Regions from separate parts of the Mus musculus genome. Here all the other regions are linked to region 1. Evidence: chromatin contacts called from public Hi-C and promoter capture Hi-C data. All regions are on one chromosome and are shown on one strand. The core of a region is the stretch at or near the end of the contact, and the rest is flanking DNA. Distances in the headings are between cores, read along the strand shown.

Region 1 (3,690 bases), core at 586-3,085:
TGTGTGGTGAGGAACAGAGGAGTCTAAGCAGCAACCCACAGTAACTTGCCTGTCCTATGAGTGAGTCACTTTGGCAGTTGATTTTCCAGCCTTAGTCCAGTCTTTCAACAAACACAGCACTGACTGAGATCATGGTTGTGTCCTCAGGAGAGATTATTCTGAGTCAGAACCAATGGTCGAAGCCGCACTTTAACCTTTACAGTGGAGATGGTCTGTGTTTATTGTTTAAGTTGCTAAGTTGTGGGGTACTTACTTTGTGGTAAATGACTGGTACACATATCCAATGGGATATATATATACATATGTATATATACTATGTTATATGTTATATATTATACTTATACATAGTATATGTATAATATATATTATAAAATGTATCTCTCTAAATAGAAATCTATTGAAAAGGGATGAAAAACTACACACACACTCATTCATACATCCACAATCCACACTTAACATTTATTCAAGCATGTGTGTTAACATTAGTCCAGTACTGCTCTCTGATCCATGAGCTTAGGGCATGGCTCTCAGGTATGAACTGTATTTCAAAATGCCTTCTTCCAGGACAATATGCAAATAGAAAGATGCAAAAATCCTGAGTTTACAGCATTTTCCAGTTTTACAAGCTAGGGCTGAGGTCTCTCTAGCACTGAGAGAGCAAGAGGCTCGGTGCCCCCTGCTAGTCCCTACCTCTATGAGTAGAGCTACTATTCAGACTGGATCTGTATCTGTTTGCTTGCCAGAATAAACTAGATTGTAAGTGGCAAAATCAGAGAGTGTTAAATTAATGGCCCAATTTTCACCAAAATCGCTGGCAGCAAGCCCGGTTCATGTAAACATGCGGATTTTTAGGACACAGACAAGCAAGGACGCACAGAGTAGTTGGATTTATGTAAGCGGCACCTTCCTGAATAGCTCACAGGCTCTAGACGGCCACAGAGGCCACTCCTCACTGTGGAGCCTAACAGGAGGAGGATTATATGTTGAATATTGCTCTTGTCCCAAGCCTGAGTTCTGACAGGCCTCTCTGAAGCTCTCAGGACCATGAGGGGCCATGTTTAAGCCTCTCTGGGGATTTGGGGACCTGGTGCGTGGGACAGCTAAGGATCCCATTCTGAGTGAGGTGCTGGAGGCAGCACACAGGTCACTGAGTTGGGCTGCCCGGGTGTTAGTCTGTGCTCTTCTGTGTAGTATGGCTTTGAGAAGCCCTTGTCTTCCAGAGCCTCAGCTTTCTTGCCTGCAGAATGGGTTGTTCTCTGGGGATGAGAAAGGTTGAAGTCCTGGGGCATATGGTAGAATCAGTGATTTCTTGGCCCTGATCCTAGAGGGGAGCTGCTCCTCCTGTTACCACTGCGCTGCTTGGAGGACTACCATAGAGTGAGTCAGTCAGGTTAGGGCTGAGGAGCCTGGAGCTGAGACCCCAGGAATCTACAGCTTGCAATTATAACACTGAGGTCACAGGGCAGGATTGGGCAAGAGCGGGGAATCAGTTGGTGCCTCTGATCCTGGTCAGGGATATTTGGAGATACGGACAATTCTGGGAAATTCAGGACCGAAAGGGGGAGGGCTCTGAGGGCAAGCAGCAAACTGTTCCCTAGCCTTTTAAGGCCTGTCTCACCCACAAAAAGGTAACAAGTATTGAACATGCGGAAGTGCATGCGTAGATGTGTGTGCCTCTGTGTGTGTGTGTGTGTGTGTGTGTGTAGACTCCCCTTTTCTGAGAAATAGAATAGAGGTCACCCATGCCTTCTTTCCTCCCCTATACCTCCCCAGTTCCAAGTCTACTCCTACCTCTGTTTATGGTTCAAAGTCCCGGTGTTGGTGATGCCAGGTTCAGCGTGCTCGGACACACATGGGCCCTGGATGGACCCTGTCCCCTCCCCTCCCATTGCCCAGGGCTCTTCACCTGGTTCTTCAGGCTTCAGCCCCCTCCTTAGCCTGGGCTCTTCGTGGTGCTGAGGGACCTTCAGTAAGTACAGCAGGAGGAGAAGGGATGGGTGACAGCCAAGAGAGAGTGGCTGTATGGGTTCACATGCGCAGTGTGTGTGAATGGGAGAGGAGAGATTTTTCTTAGACAGAATGTAGCCTTGGTTAGTCTGGAATGCACTCTGTAGACCAGGCTGGCCTCGAACCTACAGAGATCCACCAGACTCTGCTTCCTGAATACTGGGATTAAAAGCATGTGTCATCATGTCCAGCTAGAGGATAGATTTTTGGATGTCAGGCTTGGGAGCAGATAGGGTTAGGGGAGACAGAAAGTATGTCCACCTAGTCAGATGTAAAAGGGAACTGGACTTCATCCAGCTCTGAGTCTGTTAGCCTCGGCCTCAGCTCTAAAGGCTCTAAATTTGGCTGTCCTAGGTCCGGATCCAGTGCCATCATGACAAAGGATTATCAAGATTTCCAGCACCTGGACAATGATAATGACCATCATCAACTCCGGAGAGGTGAGAGGTGCTCCCTTTCAGAGAGGCGAGGGGTTCTCCCCTCTGGAGGAGAACATCAGTGGCTCTGTCCCTCCGACTCAGCTCCTGTGTCCTGTGGAGATCCCTAGCTCTGTTCCATACACTCAGAAAACAGTGGCTGCATCACTCTTGCTGGGACATAGGGTACAGGGCATAGTGTTGGCATCCTCAGTGACAGATGTCCAAGCTTCCTCCCAATGTTACCCATTTCTCAAGACCCCAGGCAGAGGGTGGCTCCAAGGTGTGGGGCCTACTGAAGGTCGGGGGCATGAGCTTATTGTCAGCCCCGTCTGAAGTTAGGTCCCTTTCTTCTTCAGTTTCAACAGTGTGTATGTGGAGGTGGAGGTGGGGATGGGAGGTGATCAGGATCAGTTTGACTTAAGGGACCCTTGGAGAGGGGGCTGAGGGTCTCAGCACGGATGAAAGATGAAGCATCTGCTCTCCCTACTTTGTCCTCTGAGCAGGGACTGTCGTGTGCCTGTACAAACAAATACAGAGCTCTTGAGGTATCCCAGGTGGGCAGTGTGCTTTTATGCAGGAAGGAGCACAGGAGGGGAAACGGGGCGGGGGGGGGGGGGCAGGAGGGAAAGCCCGCAGGCCAACCGACAGGACTGAGTGTCATTTTCTCCCTTGGTGGGAGAGGCTCACCTTTTCTCCTTGCATGCAACCAAAGACGCACAGGATTCACGGAAAGAGGAGGAAACCCACCCTTCCCACACTTTGGTGGAGCAATGACTCCCCAGGCGTGGTTCATCGTCTGTAATGACAATATTATGCCACAGGGTGGCAGCAGAGGTCCAGGGCTTCGGGAATGCTAGGGCAGGTCAAAGCTTTGCACTTCTGATAACCCCCTTTCTTCCCTATCTTTAGGTCCTGCAGGGTTGTCCACGGCCCACATTTCTTAATCTATACGGCCCCTCTTAGTCTACTGGAGAGCTTAGTTTGCGCTCTTCCTAATACCTCGGGATTTAGGTTGGCCCAGGTAGTGAACTCTTGATACGCTCTCTTGCAGGGCCGCCTCCCACTCCACGGCTCTTGCAGCGACTCTGCTCTGGATCCCGCCTCCTCCTGCTCTCCTCGAGCCTCAGCATTCTGTTGCTGGTGGTTGTCTGTGTGATCACATCCCAAAGTGGGTGGCCAGGGCTGGGCAGAGAAAGGGGGCAACTTCGGGTGTGTGTGAGCAAGCGGTGGGTGCGGTGGTTGGTGGACACAGACAACTTATTTT
Region 2 (3,690 bases), core at 499-2,998, 200 kb before region 1:
GTTGAGTTCCTCAAGGATGGGCCGGTAAAACTGGGCCAGTTGAACATCCCGGAGTAGCCGAAGGAGCCACAGGGAACTGGCTTCAGGGAGCATGTCTGGGGTCAGATGTCTCAGGAGGATGGCCGACTGCTTTAAATGGATGGCCTAGGGCAAGCACCAAAGACAGAGACAGAATCTCAACTGCCACCCTAACACAGCAGAAATGCCCAGGGATGCAAGATATCCAACCTTCCTAATGCTGTGACACTTTAATATAGTTCTTCATGTTGTGATGACCCTCAACCATAAAATTAGTTTCATTGCTACTTCATAGCTGCAATTCTGTTGGTTAAGAATCATAATGAGAGCCGGGCGTGGTGGTGCACGCCTTTAACTCGGGAGGCAGAGGCAGGTGGATTTCTGAGTTCGAGGCCAGCCTGGTCTACAAAGTGAGTTCCAGGACAGCCAGGGCTATCCAGAGAAACTCTGTCTCGAAAACAAACAAACAAACAAACAAACAAACAAAAAAACCAAAAAAGTTTTAAAAATCATAATGAAAATATTTTTGGAGACAGGGATTTGTCAGGAGAGTTGTGACCCAAAGGTTGAAAACCATTGCTTTGACCCTATGGCTTACTGCCCTTGAACTCCAGACCCTCAAATACTGTGCCCATTTAGTTCCCAGCACACATTGACTCGTATACAACTGAAACATATCCCCTCTTCATATATGAGACATTTTGCCTACCATATACAAACTAGAGATGCCCTGTTATGCTAACACACCATACCTCAGGAACATAGGTATACTAGGTGCAGTGCCTCCCACCCACTACCACCTCTCTCTCTCTCTCTCTCTCACACACACACACACACACACACTGAGACCTACAGATATACTACAAAACATGCCTAAGACAATCAGAACATGTCGCCTCAAGTCCAAGATATTCCCATACTCTGCCACAAAAAGCAGGCATACTGCAACACGCCCTCACACAGGTGTACTTGAGACACAACGCTTCTCTGCCTCCACAAGTCAAAGATACCTAGATATATCACCACCCATCTGAAACTCCAAGGATCACATAAACAAACACACATAATGAGGACACACTACCACGTCACCCCAGTAATGCCCATGGTCATGGCTTCTTAAACACCCGAGGCAGCAACACTGAAAATTAAACAGATATCAGGGCTGGGCTGTTAATCGAAGGCTAAGCCGAGAGCCAAACTTAAGATACTGTTCGCAAAGCCGCCTAGACTGCTAGGTGTGTGGTCCTTCCACACCCACTTGAGCTCAGTTCCAGGTACAGTGCCCAGGTGTTCTCCTGCGTCATTCAGCCTAAGTCAGCTACCAAACAGTCCCACCAGCCATTATTAAATAAGGCTCTAGGCCTCTGGGTCCGGGCTGCCTGCCCAAAGACTCTCTTTTACACACCTGTCTCTCTGTAGTTATACCACGAGGAAGTCCTAGATCGGAGGTCTGAGGTGGGAGGTGGAGGTGGGGAGCGTGGGGAGTTGGTCACCCCAGGCGGCCTGAGAACTGAGAGCAGAAGAAAGTTCAAATCCAAAAAGGCCCTGTGTTGCACCACAGATAGGAAGGGAGGAGCGGGGAGAAAGCAGCCAAGAAGAAATCCTGAGAGGGAAGGGAAGGATCCGGGAAAAGGGATCCAGCGACGCACCCCAAAGGGAGCCCGCTGGTCCCAGGCCCGGGCGCCCCTGCTAGGTGTGGACTCTCACCTGGCGAAGGCGGAAGAGGCAGCTACGGGGGCCGCCCAAGTGGCGGGCATTAAATCCTAAAAAGGGCGGGACCCCAGGCTGTGGAGGGCGGATCCTGGAAGCTGGCCCTGAACAATCGAGGACCAATTAATTCCCTGGTGACACTTTGTGGCGGAGCTCCTCCCACTTGTAGGACAGGTGAGCCTCTAGGCCGTGGTTAACCTTCCTTCCGCTTGCCTTGCCTTTCTTCACAGTCTTGGCAGTCTTCCTCACTCTCCCTAGATCTCTTCCTCCCGGCCCTGTCCCATATGCTGTTCTTCCCCAAATCCTTCACCGAAACAGTAGCATCTTGTAGTTCTCTGCCCAGGTATGGAACTGTAGGTTAATCAGGAAATAGTCACTGCCTTTAGGAGAAAGGCTCTAACAGGCATTTTGTGTCCCTGGAAGGGAATCGAAAAGGCACAGGATGCTTTAGGATGGAGCCAGGCGCTGTTACCGACATCAGTTTTGGTCCTAGACAGTCAAGAAGTGAGGCACTTCTATAACTCAGCCCCCCAACCCCAACCCGAGCCTATGTCTGTGTGCCTGCATGGACAGAGGCCAGGAGAGAGTGCTGGATCCCCTGAAACTGGAGTTAAAAGTGGGTGTGAGCCACCAGAGTAGGTGCTGGGAACTGAGTACTCTCTGAAGAGCAGCAAGTATCCCTAAGTGCTGAGCCATCTCTCCAGTCCCAAACCCACTTCTTTGAGATTTTGCAGCCCATGCTTGTACTTGCAGATATCTGCCTGTTTTTGCCTCCCTAGTACTGGGTTGAAAGTTGTAAGCCCTGTTGGAGAGTTGGTTAAGAGCACTCTTCCAGAGGTCCAGAGTTCAATTTTCAGCAACCACATGGTGGCTCACAACCATCTGTAATGAGATCTGATGCCCTCTTCTGGTGTGCACTCATAAATAAATAAATAAATAAATAAGTAAATAAATAAATAGTGTGAAAAAATGCTTGATGAATTTTGGGGGCTGGTGAGAAGGCTCAGCGGTTAAGAGCACTCCAAAGGTCCTGAGTTCAAATTCCAGCCACCACATGGTGGCTCACAACCATCTGTACAGCTACAGTGTACTCATATACATAAAATGAATAAATAAATATTGGAAAAAAAGAAAAGTGGATCTCTGGGATCCTGGAGAGTGCTTCAAGGAGAGTCATTCTTTCTCCCTTTTATTCTGAGGTCCCAGAGAGGAAGCTTCAAGGCTTCGGTCCAAGGAAGAATGCATGCATGAACACGGCAGCCGCCATTCCTTCACCTCTGTTTATCGAGCAACATGTGGATGTTCCAGCATTCCTGGGTAAATCACACTGCAATTCTACACATATGATTTCCTACCCCTTCTCTGATCCACCAAGTAGACACGCTATTAATTGTTCCCCCTACGTCTGTCATTCTTATTACACTGTGGGCTCTGCAGGGTAGGAAACCGGCCTGTCTCCTCCTGTTGGTGTTTTAAGTCCCAGAACAGTGTAGGCATGTAGTAGGTGCGATGTACGTTAGTTGTAAAGCAATCTGTCAGTCCAATCTGATCTGATGATGTCTGTGCATGATCTGTCATTATTCCCTGCTTTTAAAATAGCACTGGTATTTCTTTGTTTTCTTGCGTAGTTCTTAGATAATGATCTTTCTCTATTTGTTATATGCACTGCTATATTTCCTCTGTGAATTCAGAATTTTTACCAGATTTGGAGAATTCTCAGCAGTATCTCTTCTTATTGCCTACTAAATGCTATAATTACATACCTAGTCTGCTTTTCTTTAGATGTGGGAGTATACTAAAATGACCATATTGCAGGGATAAAGACAAACTCCTGTGATCTCAGTGTTCAGAGGCTGAGGTAGGGTTTAAGTTTACAGATGGTTGTGAGCCACCATGTGATTGCTGGAAATTGAACTCAGGACCTTGGGAAGAGCAATCAGTGTTCTTAACCACTGAACCATC
Region 3 (3,690 bases), core at 364-2,863, 140 kb after region 1:
AACATTTCCTGTTCCGCCTCACTGCTATGGAGTCCACACTGAGGTCTTAATCCAATTCTCAGTATAGGTTGGAATCCTTCCCTTTTGTTTTCGCTGTCCTCTGCCACCACACACACAGCAGGATTTTCCTTTTCTTAATTATTTAATTTTGTGCACCTGAACATTTTGCCTGTAGGTGTGTGTACTGTGTGCATGCCGGTGACTGCGGAGATCAGAAATCCCTGGAACTGAGGTTGCAATGAGCCTTCATGTAGATTCTGGGAATTAGATCTGGGTCTTCTGCAAGAGCAGCAAGGGCTCTAAACCACGGAGCCATCTCTCTTCTTTAAAGGTCATGTCATGTCCATCACTCTTACCAAAGTCAGAGGGAAAGCCAGGCATGGTGGTGGTGCACTTCTTTAATCCCAGCTCTCAGGAGGCAGAGGCAAGAGGATCTCTGAATTAGAGGCCAGCTTGGTCTATATTATGAGCTCCAGGACAGCCAGGACTACATAAAGAGACCCCATCTCAGGAAAAAAAAAAGGGGGGGGGTGGCAAAGAAAAATTACGTTTCATACAGTCTGAGTTTTCCTATTTGATGCTCACACTAGCTTCCGTGCCTGGAGTTGGAAGCCGGTTCTCCCGACTTTGTAACAGCCAGACCATGCCTTTTATGAATGTCAGCATAGGAAGCAATGAGTCACACTCTGGATCTTCCATTTAGAACCAGAGGAGGCCCCACTCCTCTAAGCAGAAGTGATCCACTGCACGCATGCTCACAGCCCTCTCCTTGGCTACCATGGGCATGTGGCCCCACTAGTCCACCAGAGCGAGCCTGCTCACCTTTTTGACAATGACCTCTAGCTCACATTTTCAAGTTTTATTCTATTTACTTATATAATGTGTTTATTTTTATTCTCTCTAAAATTCAAGTCACTAAATTCCACGTGGGCCTCATTCTGCCACTTCTTATTGCTGATTTGTCTTGCCTAGTCTTGTGTGTGTTGTGTGTGTGTGTGTATGGAGAGACAGAGAGAGAGAGTCAGAGACAGAGACACAGAGACAGAGACACAGAGAGAGCATTGTGCGTTTCTGAGCTGTAAACGCTTGGTTCTAGAAATCTGTCTCTTTAAAAGTTGTCAAGAAAGCTTTGATGGAATCTTCCTCCAGAGAGGGCTCATGCTTGCTTCAGCCGGTGCCTGGGACCTGTCCAATCTGGCAGGACCTTACTATAGATGCTCTGCCATGGGTATCTGGGATCTCAGATGTGTCAGATGGGTGGGCCCTGATCTGATTTGGAGTGGGCATTTCCAGTTATGTAGTCACTGCTGTTGCTGCTGCTGCTGCTGTTGCTGTTTTTTGAGATAGTTTCTCTATGTTACCCTGGCTGGCCTGGAACTTATGTGGACCCAGGTGGCCTCAAATTCACTGAGATCCACCTACCACTCCGTCTCCCAAGCGCTGGGGTTAAAGCACGTGTCTCCACACCCGGCACTAGTTCTGAATTTTTATGATATGGCTTGTCTTTCTCTGCCCAGTGGTGGGGATAAGGCAAACAGGTTTCTTTTGCCCACTCTGTAGTCATTTCTGAACTTTCTATCATCAGCCAGCCTCCATCTTGTCTTTCATAAGCCACATGGGAATGCCCTTGGCTCCACTGTGTTCGTGGGCTCTTATGCCCCAGCCTCTGTGGCTTGTGATTCATGCTTTAGACAAAAAAAAAAAAAAAAAAAAAAAAAAAAATCCCACTGCTTTCTTTATAGCTGAGTTGCTAACTTAAACGGCACTTTTCTTTCTTTTTAACCTACCTTAGGTAGTTCTGCAGTAGGAGGGTTCCAAGAAAGTTAGTTGTCCTGTTGTTAGCATAGGGAATTAAAGGTACTGTTTTACGCGTACAGGGCTTGTATTCAGCCATCTTGTAAAATTTTATTAATTCTGCTATTTTATACTATATATATATATATATATATATAGATTAGTTTATGTACCTTATATTTTTATATTTCCTAGGTGTGTAGTCTATAATTATGTATTTTTATACTTACTAGAATTTCTAGAAATTGTTGATGAATAGAAGGTATGTGGAGCATCGTGCTTATTTTTTATTTAAGTTCAGTAGATTTGGTAATTTCTTCTTTTTAAGGAAATTACCTCTATTGATTTAACAAATTTCCTAATAGACCTAGTTTAGTTAGTTCTATTCTTTCTTACTAAAAAATTTCCTTAAAAATTCATTATTTTATTTTATGCGTGTGTCTTGCCTGCATGTATATCTATGGATCACACATGTGTAGTGCCCATGGAGGCAGACGAGGCCGCAGATCCCCTGGCACTGAGCTGGAGTTACAGATGATTATGAGCTGTGAGGTGGGTGCTGGGACTGAACTTGTGTCCTTCCCAAGAGCAACCAGCAGTCTTAGCCACTGCATTCTCTCTCCAGCCCCTTGTTCTTTTAATCAGACCATGGCTGCTGAAACCCATTCAGCACCTCAGAATTTATTGGTTTGGCGCTACATCTAATTTTAAAACAAGTCTTGCTGTTTATCCTTCAACTCCGGTCCTAACTATCAAGGCTGAAGCTGAGGGTACTGGAGGGGGAACCCCAAGGATGACCAGTGTTAATATGATGAAGGATTCTGAGTTGCTGGTTAAGGAATTAGGACTCTGTACTAAGGGCAGAACTGACTACTGAAAAACTCACTTTGTGGCAGTAAAGAGTTTGGACTGTAGAGTCCGGCTGGAGGCCAAGAGACCATTGGGAATGTGGCTGTTGTTGTCTAGGCCAGGAAGAGACACATTATGGTTGCTACATTGTTGCCCATTTCCTGCCTCTGAGGTCAGGTTCTTCCTAATACAACAGTTACTTAAGACTCTGGATGTGTGTGTGTCGGGAGAGGGCAGAGTTGGTCATTTATTATCAGAGAAAACAAATCACGTTAATAATAACAAAAGTCCAGGCATGGTGCCACCTGCTTTTGATCTATCACTGAAAAGCCAGAGGCAGATGGATCTGAGTTCCAGACCAGTCAGGCAAGGAAACAGACGGCCAGGAATGTGCTCTTCTCAGGCCGTCTTTCTTTTCAGCTTCTCTGTGTGTCCTTTCAGGTCCCAGTGGGCAGTTCATACGTGACTCAGCCAAAGTCTGTCTGTCTGTCTGTCTGTCTCTCTTTTATGCAACATGATCCACAATGTTTTCATTCTTACCATCAGTCCCTTAAGTATTTAGGGATCCACCCTACTCCATAACTCCGTACAGTTATGAACTTCAGATGAGGCTGTCTCTGTTTCAGTCCCAGAGCTAGGGCCTGACAGGAACCCCAGCTGTTCTCATCAACCCAGTCCCTGGCGGGTTTAAGCATAGAGATGTGGTAAATTCCTGGCCCTGAGCCAAGGGATACCGGCTGGGAAGGAAGGTATCTTTACCTCTGAGGAGGACACACTAGAAGAAATGCTTTCATGTTCCTTAGCGCATCATTGGTTCCGAATGCTATGTCTGAGACAGCAGCAAGCAATGTAGTGACTAAGAGGGGGAAAGTAGAAACAGTCAGGGTGAAGACTAAACATTTGGGAAAGCTCCTAGTTCCTTAGTTATGACATTGAGCCACTGACAAGCAAACGGCTGTATTTCTGAACTTGGCTTGACTGTTTGTGTGTGTGTGTGTGTGTGTGTGTGTGTGTGTTGTGTGCATGTGTGCTGTGTGTGTATACTGT

Evidence for each region. Hi-C and Micro-C count contacts between places; a contact is called where the count stands out from the background. Capture Hi-C pulls out chosen DNA fragments and counts their contacts.
Region 2: a contact with region 1 is called in a promoter capture Hi-C map of adipose tissue. The contact joins the promoter of Tnk1 here to the promoter of Asgr1 in region 1. A contact is called at or near these places in 2 of 115 datasets of contacts at active chromatin or transcription factors (double positive thymocytes and embryonic stem cells) and 1 of 9 other capture datasets (adipose tissue).
Region 3: a Hi-C map of bone marrow-derived macrophages shows a contact between it and region 1, with 85 read pairs. The contact joins the enhancer-like site here to the promoter of Asgr1 in region 1. A contact is called at or near these places in 21 of 39 promoter capture datasets (the 3T3-L1 cell line, HPC-7-derived erythroid cells, cranial neural crest and 14 more), 6 of 15 datasets of contacts at CTCF or cohesin (the G1E-ER4 cell line, the NIH/3T3 cell line, embryonic stem cells and 3 more), 163 of 484 Hi-C or Micro-C datasets (the 63-12 cell line, the AML12 cell line, the AtT-20 cell line and 89 more), 26 of 115 datasets of contacts at active chromatin or transcription factors (CD4 single positive thymocytes, PVALB interneurons, a beta-TC-6 cell line and 18 more) and 5 of 9 other capture datasets (adipose tissue, embryonic stem cells, embryonic tail and 2 more).

Annotation. Positions count from the first base shown.
Region 1 is chr11:70,052,520-70,056,209 of GRCm38.p6, forward strand. It overlaps Asgr1 (asialoglycoprotein receptor 1), which reads left to right and starts at 1,836. Exons shown (of 9, transcript NM_009714.3): 1 at 1,836-1,969; 2 at 2,362-2,447; 3 at 3,478-3,594. The coding sequence starts at 2,381.
Region 2 is chr11:69,856,982-69,860,671 of GRCm38.p6, forward strand. Tnk1 (tyrosine kinase, non-receptor, 1) reads right to left here and starts at 1,749. Exons shown (of 14, transcript NM_031880.3): 1 at 1,726-1,749; 2 at 1,424-1,528; 3 at 1-144. The coding sequence starts at 93. Gm32708 (a long non-coding RNA gene) reads left to right here and starts at 1,635. Exons shown (of 5, transcript XR_879975.3): 1 at 1,635-1,902; 2 at 2,935-3,045.
Region 3 is chr11:70,190,703-70,194,392 of GRCm38.p6, forward strand. No RefSeq gene overlaps it. Among named protein-coding and RNA genes, the nearest start is that of Slc16a11, 21 kb to the right of the region's middle. Within about 2 kb of position 1,614, at least 50 of the 459 cell types and tissues checked have an H3K27ac peak or open chromatin away from gene starts, as enhancers often do. A contact at or near this core is called in the 63-12 cell line, CD8 T cells, the HL-1 cell line and 7 more, where this site is marked.